Regions from separate parts of the Triticum aestivum genome. Here region 1 is linked to region 2. A link is a contact called in public Hi-C data. All regions are on one chromosome and are shown on one strand. The core of a region is the stretch at or near the end of the contact, and the rest is flanking DNA. Distances in the headings are between cores, read along the strand shown. Region 1 holds the start of LOC123045682. Region 2 holds the start of LOC123045680 (14-3-3-like protein GF14-B).

Evidence for each region. Hi-C and Micro-C count contacts between places; a contact is called where the count stands out from the background.
Region 1: a Hi-C map of leaf shows a contact between it and region 2, with 4 times the contacts expected there. The contact joins the promoter of LOC123045682 here to the promoter of LOC123045680 in region 2. A contact is called at or near these places in 2 of 5 Hi-C or Micro-C datasets (both in leaf).

Annotation. Positions count from the first base shown.
Region 1 is chr2B:499,464,148-499,467,967 of IWGSC CS RefSeq v2.1, forward strand. It overlaps LOC123045682, which reads right to left and starts at 1,650. Exons shown (of 2, transcript XM_044468826.1): 1 at 995-1,650. The coding sequence starts at 1,363.
Region 2 is chr2B:499,293,231-499,297,137 of IWGSC CS RefSeq v2.1, forward strand. It overlaps LOC123045680 (14-3-3-like protein GF14-B), which reads left to right and starts at 1,954. Exons shown (of 6, transcript XM_044468824.1): 1 at 1,954-2,313; 2 at 2,939-3,388; 3 at 3,466-3,544; 4 at 3,691-3,813. The coding sequence starts at 2,979.

The DNA of each region.
Region 1 (3,820 bases), core at 400-2,899, 170 kb after region 2:
AGTTCCCAACGCTCGTAAGCTCATATCCAGGTTTCCAATTTCAGGATCCATGCTCCAACTTAAAGTATGTTAGTTCTCGGTTGAACTTACAGGAGCCATCAAATGATGGAGTTAACAGCTCAACCATGAGAAACTGCTCACTCTCACTCAGGTGATCTCAGCTGCTTGATTACTTAATCGGATGACCTTGGAACTACAGAATGATTGAAGTAATAAAGGTTCCAGTGGAGCCATGTCAGCAAGCCACTTGCCACCAATAGCATACCTTATTCTACCTACAATCCTCATCCTGCTATTGACCATGTCACTTGTAGTTCTCGACAGCTATAATCAACAATTCTGTCAACATACAGCACACACAGAGGGCAGATTTACAAAACCAACTAGTCAAGTTAGCTCCACAAGACTGCAACCATGTTGCGCAAAGTCAAGAGCTCTGCATTGGCACACGATCCAGTTTCCTACAACATGCTCAGAGATAGCATACACGTTCTACTCATAACATGGTTCCAACTTGCAACTAGTACAGTAGTAAACTACATGTGGCAGCAGAGTATAACTATCCTCCTCGGATGCCCTCTGAGCTTTCAGTATCTCACAAATTAGTATTGTTTTCAGCAATATGGTGGACCACATCCCATAAATGAACACATCGAAACAATCTGATCTGGCAACAACAGCGCTCTGCCTCCCATTTCATCTTCTTCGTCAAACTACGTTCAGTATGACAGCTCGCTCGCTCTCAAATGCACAACCATCAAAAGCGCACAACCATTTTAGCTAGCAAGAACATACTGCTAGAATCAAGCTCTGGCTAGATCTTACTCCCAGGCCCTTTGATTGTGATTCTTTGTTACTTAGTATCTGTGGTTGTTTGCAGCAATTAATGGTCTAAGCAAGCTTTGACTCCACGAAAACTGCTGATCTATCTATCTGATTAAAGGACCACAAATTCGAAAGGGAAGGAGGAAGCAGGGGGTGGTGGTAGTGGTACCTTCTTGAGCGCGAGCGCGAGGCGCTTGCTCTCGAGGCGCGGCGTGGAGAGGACGACCTCCCGGGCGATCCAGATCGCGCGCCGCTGCAGCGCCAGCGGCATGTCCGCCGCGCGCACCCGCACCGCCACCTTCCTCCCCTCCCCGCTCGCGGCGTCCCCTTTGACCTTCGCCGCCTCCCTGTTGTCCTTGGCCTCCGGCTTAGCGGCCTTGCCCTCCCCGCCGCTGGGCTCCGCCGCCGATTTCCGCTCCACCTTGAGCTCTCGCTCCGGCTCCGGCTCCGGCTGGGGCGGGTCGTCGAGCCTGGTGCGGCGGACGAGCGAGCTGAGGTAGCGGCTGCGGCGCTCGAGCTCCTCCTGGGCCGGGTCCATGTTGATTCAGATGTTCCGGCGAGATAGATGTTGACCGGTCGCGGCGCAGATGGCTAGTCAGCAGCGGCGGTGGCAGGGGGGCATGGCCGCGAGTGGGAGGTGTTTGTCTCGGGGTCGGGACGGGAGGTGGTGGTGGTGGTGGCCGGTTGGGGTTTCTTGGGGTTTGCCTTTGCCCGGAAGAGAAGGGCTGTGAGTGCGATTGTTGCCGCTCCTGGAATTCGTGGGAGCAACTTTTGAGACAAAGCCTTTGTTTTGCTTTCGTTTCCAGGTATAATACTCGGCCTACACTTTGTTCGGTTGTTTGTGTGAATATAGGAGTGGTTTACGCTCAGTTCATGCTGACTAGGGATGCGATCTGATCCAGGGTGAGATTGGCCAGTAGCTTATCTGGTCCAGATTTCAGGGAAGAGAAAGATGGAACTAGACGTCCATTGTGTGTGTTTGTGCACGTGGTCCCTCAGGGAAGACTCGATTGTCCGTCGATTTGTGCCCAGGGCGCGCGTTTGACCAGCTGTCGGGGCCGGCAACCCCACAGTCGCTGGCCGAGCGTTCTCGCAGTCCCACCGGCCCCGCAGCGAAGACACGCCTCTACCAACTCGGAGGTCGAGGGATGGCATGGCACGATGGCCGCACTCCCCAGATTCCCTAGCCTGGCTTACTCGGATGCAGAGTAGCCAAGCTCAGCAGGTTCTAGCCGCTGCAATTCCGCTTAATCGCGACACCATATCGAATCAGATTAATAGCTAGACGAATCGTGGAAGGATGAGAATGCAACACAACTGCAGAACTACATCTACATCTAAGAGGAAAAAAAACATCTACATCTAAGAGGAAAAACCCAGCGATATCGAATAGCGCCAAGCAATGTACAACAACAGCACGTACGTTAGTGCTCGAATTTAAACCACCAAAGAGGCAGAACAAAGCACAACCAAAATATAGACCACCGTTATAGAAGTAGAGCGCAACCAGAGTTACCCATAAGCAGGGTAAAAGCAAAGAGAGAACACTACTGCACTAGCGCATCAATGACTACCAATCAGAGTATAGTCATGGAGCAGAACATAACAATAGTAAACTTCAATTCCTATATCAAGTCAAGTTACACAAACCGACTTCCCAAGGATTTCACAAATCAAAGATGAAGAATTCAAGCTTATACACAACAAAGGATTAACAAATATACTACATTCGTAGAGCTTGACCCCCAAAATGCACCAGCCCGGTTCAACCGCTATTGGGTGCTCAGAAATGGTTTAGTTTTTCTTCCCTAGAATACAACCTACATTACCAACCAAGGTCTATCAACCAAGGTCGACAAACCAACATGAAATCAGAGACATTAAGGCAACTACTCATCTTGAAACAGTTCGATTTCAAAATGTGGAAACCTGTCTATTCATTTTTATTTATTTATACTAGTTTTGTTGCTCGGTTTGTGATCAACAAAAGAGAAGAAAATGAACTAAGAACACTGGCTGCCTTGAAGCATATGATTAACGCATTAGCCTAGGAATGATGAGCTAGGCATCAGCCTACAACAGTACTATCACAGTATCAGTGCATATGAAGAACTACAATAAGAATTAACCGTCATGAAGTAAGCATAAACACTTTATGAAACACTTCCGAGTTTTTTTAGAACAAGCGCGTCAACATGCATATAAGAGGGGGGCAGATGGCCTACGACATCAATTTAGGTCCAGGACAAATAAAAAACAACCGAAAAACTTTGAAACGGTTCAAGTTCAAAATTTGGAATGCTTGGTTGCTCAGTTTGCAAGCAACAAGAAATGAACTAGGTTACTGGCTGCCAGTTTCCATGGTCCAGAATACTCTTGTAATACTAGCTGAACCAAATAGCAATTATGCAGAACTAAACAGGAAGTAACATCCCTCGCACAAGTCTGGAACAAGCATGGGATAAAGGATTCTTGTAAATCAAGAAATGCAATAGATGGGACAAAAACATGCATTACAGGACTATTGTTTAGATATTTTAGAGCTAAACTCCAACAATGCACAATAATTTATTAGACAAGGCATAAAACTGAAACATCACAGCATAATCCTATCGTACACTTGCATAGCAAATCCATAATTGCCTATTGTAACACTAGTGAAGAGAAAATACCAAGTTAAATGGAGAGTTACTTCCCATGAGAGCCCAATAGCTTATAAACAGGTCATGAGCACCCAAACAAGGAAATTATCACCAAAAGGTAATCATACTGCTGAGCTACATCAAACATCAAAGCATCAATCTATCATTCACTAGGACATTATATCCAGAATTAATTCCTGTCACCATAGAAGCAAACCCCAAGTTAAAGGACAGGACCTAAACAATACTACCCAGTGAAACCTAAACATCACAGTACAGACCTATCGTCCACTCACATATCAAATCAATAATTTGCTCTTGTAACACTAGAGAAGCAAATACAAAGTTAAATG
Region 2 (3,907 bases), core at 704-3,203:
TCTGCCCAGGTTCCGCCTCGAGACGACGGCACTTCGTCCCGAAAGCTTCCTTCTGTTTTTTTTTCAGGTCAAAACACACCATATAGCAGAAGGTGGGCATCGGAGGCCTGACAAGGGGCCCACAGGGTAGGGGGCGCGCCCAGGGGGTAGGGCGCGCCCCCACCCTCATGGACAGGGTGTGGGCCCCCTCTGGTACTTTCTTCGCCCAGTATTTTTTATTAATTCCAAAAATAACTTTCGTGGAGTTTCAGAACATTTGGAGTTGCGCATAATAGGTCTCTAATATTTGCTCCTTTTCTAGCCCAGAATCCCAGCTGCTAGCATCCTCCCTCTTCATGTAAACTTTGTAAAATAAGAGAAAATAGCCATAAGTATTGTGATATAACGTGTAATAACAACCCATAATGCAATAAATATCAATATAAAAACATGATGCAAATGGACGTATCAGTCTCCAGTGTTCCGAGGCCATGTCTGTACATGCTAGGCTCGTCAAGTTTAACCCGAGTATTATGCATGTGCAAACCTTTGTGGATGGCTGGTAGCCCCCCTCTGGTGCTTTCTTCGTCCAATATTTTTTATTAATTCCAAAATGACTCTCCGTGAAGTTTCAGGACTTTTAAAGTTGTGCAGAATAGGTCTCTAATATTTGTTCATTTTTCAGCCCAAAATTTTAGCTGCCGGCATTCTCTCTCTTCATGTAAACCTTGTAAAATAAGAGAGAAAAATCATAAGCATTGTGCTATAATATGTAGTAACAGCCCAAAATGCAATAAATATTGATATAAAAGCATGATGCAAAATGACATATCAATTACATGTCACCGTCTGCTATTTAGGTTTAGTTTAGGTTTAATTTGAAATTGTTTGCATGTATAAATTCCGTGCTTGAAATATTTGAAATTGAGGACATTTTGAGAGATTGTGTTCGATGGCCGGGACATTTGAGGGTGTCAGTAGTATGGACATTTGGCCAAGTAGATTATACGCGCCCGTTAAAAAATATGGCTGCGTCAAAGATTTGTTCATGTATGTTACTGTCAAATTAACAAATTCATAGTACATTTCCAAAAAAAAGGTTACCCCTGCCATGCCAGGCATCTTGGATCTGACGCTCTCTGCCAGTCGCCGAAACTGAACTGAATTTTCTACGAATCAGGCATGTCTTCGTCCGCGTCGACGGGGAGGTAGACAGCTAATCCATTACCACCGCGCCCACAGAAAACGCAGCCGCATTTTCTTCCCTCCCAGGCGGGCGAAGAAAATTGAATTGAATGGAGCAGGTGGGCGGCCGGTTGGCTGGTCGTTGGCGTCGCCCGAGCCAAGAGGGTGATTGGACACAAGGGACTATTTTTAGTCTGACTAAAAATAGTCTTTTTAGAGGCTAAAGTTCCAAGTCCCCCTGACTAAAGAGAGGCTAGGACTAGTCTTGAGGCTAAAATCTTTTAGTCATGGGAAACCTACTAAAATATGTATTAGCTCTCTCTCTCCTCATTTAATTCCTCTCCTTAGTTCTGGATTGGAGGGTTTGGAGGATAATAAATGCTCAACAACTAGATTTTAGTCTCTTTAGTACTTGGATCCAAACATAGGTGAGACTAGCAAGTTTTAGTCCCACTATTTTTAATCATGGGACTAAAACGTATTCCAAGTCACCAACCCGAGCGCCGAACGCACCGCCGCCGCCTCGCGTCGCCTGCGTCAGACGCACACCACGTGAACCCCACCCCACCCCCCGCCGCGCGGGCCCCGCGGCCTCGTCAGCGCCACGGCCCCGCGCCGCCGCCCAGTCGGTCCGTCCACGCTCCACACCCGCCCAAATCTCATTTACGCGCCGAAATCTCCTCACGCGCGTCACCCGGACCCACCGGGCAGGGGCGGCGGGGTGGCCACGCACCCCGTGACGAGACGCCTTGCCATCCCGCGCCGATCCACTCCAACGACGCTAGGCTGTCGCGGCGGTGGTCGAGCTTATCGGCACGACGCGCCCGGGCCCGCTGACGCGTGGGGCAGCCTGTCGTCGGTCGTCCCCATCGCAAACCCTCGGTTGTCCCGCTGCGCCGTGGGGACAGGCGGGGCCACGCGTCGGGGCCCCATTGGGCGCAGGGGTCTCGGGGGTTGCTTTTCTAGGCCCCCCGGGCGCCGCCTCCTCCTCACCAGTTCGAAAGCCCAAGCGCGACGAGGAGACCAGCGGCGACAGACGCAGACGCAGGTACCCAGCCGCTCCTGCCGTTTCCTCCCCAAATCAAATCTCGCCTCCCCGTCTCTCAATTCTCCTCCGATTATCGTCGTCGTTCGACTAGATCTTCACTGGTACCCCCACCCCTTCATCCCCTCCTGTCGCCCTGATCTGCGGTGTTTTGACGGGATTTCTTGTGCCTGAATTCTCGGGCTAAATCTGTTGTTTCGTACATAATTGTTACCGTGCGTAGTGAATGGTACTGCTTCTGGATCGTTGTGATCTATCCGCGACTGGTTTGATAGGATTTGCCGCACGTCGGATCCCGTCGAAGCCTGGGTTTCGTGTATGTTTTGCATGCGGGAATTTCGTTACTTCGTTTTCCCCCTCTCGTGTCGATATATTACAGCAGATTACTAGATCCGATGCTTTGCAGTATTGCAGGGGTTGTAGTTGCCTCGGATATGCGGGGCACGGTGATATACAGAATTGGCCTTCTTAATATGCTAGTGTACAGTACACAATTCGAAATCAAACCTGTTTTCGGTATTTGCGGTCTATCGGAAAGAATTACAGTTATTTTTTTGTTTAAAAAGTAGTGCTTTCCTTGTGGAATTTTGTCTCGTGACATGTGTATTTGTGCGTCGATCATAGATTACTCATTGTAGAATTATGTATTTGTACATATCCATATCAATATTGGGAAAGAAATGATTTGGGGCGAGCAGTTAACTGTTGTTTTTCTCTTTGATCCTGCAGATTTGGCATTCAGAAAAAATTTAAATCGTGAACTGTGAAGATGACGGCACCAGCGGAGCTTTCCCGTGAGGAGAATGTGTACATGGCTAAGCTCGCTGAGCAGGCTGAGAGGTACGAGGAGATGGTTGAGTTCATGGAGAAGGTGGCCAAGACCGTCGACTCCGAGGAACTCACTGTGGAGGAGCGCAACCTCCTCTCTGTTGCATACAAGAATGTGATTGGAGCCCGCCGTGCCTCATGGCGCATCATCTCCTCCATTGAACAGAAGGAGGAGAGCCGTGGCAACGAGGACCGGGTCACACTCATCAAGGAATACCGTGGCAAGATCGAAACTGAGCTTAGCAAGATCTGTGATGGCATCCTCAAGCTGCTCGAAACCCACCTTGTCCCGTCTTCCACTGCCCCTGAGTCCAAGGTCTTTTATCTTAAGATGAAGGGTGACTACTACAGGTATGATGGCCCGTAGAGATTCTTCATTAATTATGGGATTGTGAATTTTCATTAGCTGAAGCAACTGTGATAAATAGGTATCTTGCCGAATTCAAGAGTGGGCCTGAGAGGAAGGATGCTGCTGAGAATACCATGGTGGCATACAAGGCTGCTCAGGTTGATCACTTGTTTTCATATTTAACAATGTCAATTTATTGGCGAAGAATTCATTCTTCTGAATTTGTTGAATGTTTCTTTTGGATTATATAATATGTTCTACTTCTCTTGTTTAAAAAGGTTCGATTTGTTGTATAATCTATCAGGATATTGCTTTGGCTGAGCTGGCTCCAACTCATCCGATTAGGCTTGGGCTGGCACTAAACTTCTCGGTGTTCTATTATGAGATCCTCAACTCGCCTGATCGTGCTTGCAATCTCGCAAAACAGGTTAGTTTTTCTGAGTCAGTTAGATGTTCTGTTTTTGCCTGTGCATGTTAGTTTTTCTGAGTCAGTTAGATGTTCTGTTGTTGCTTGTGCCGTG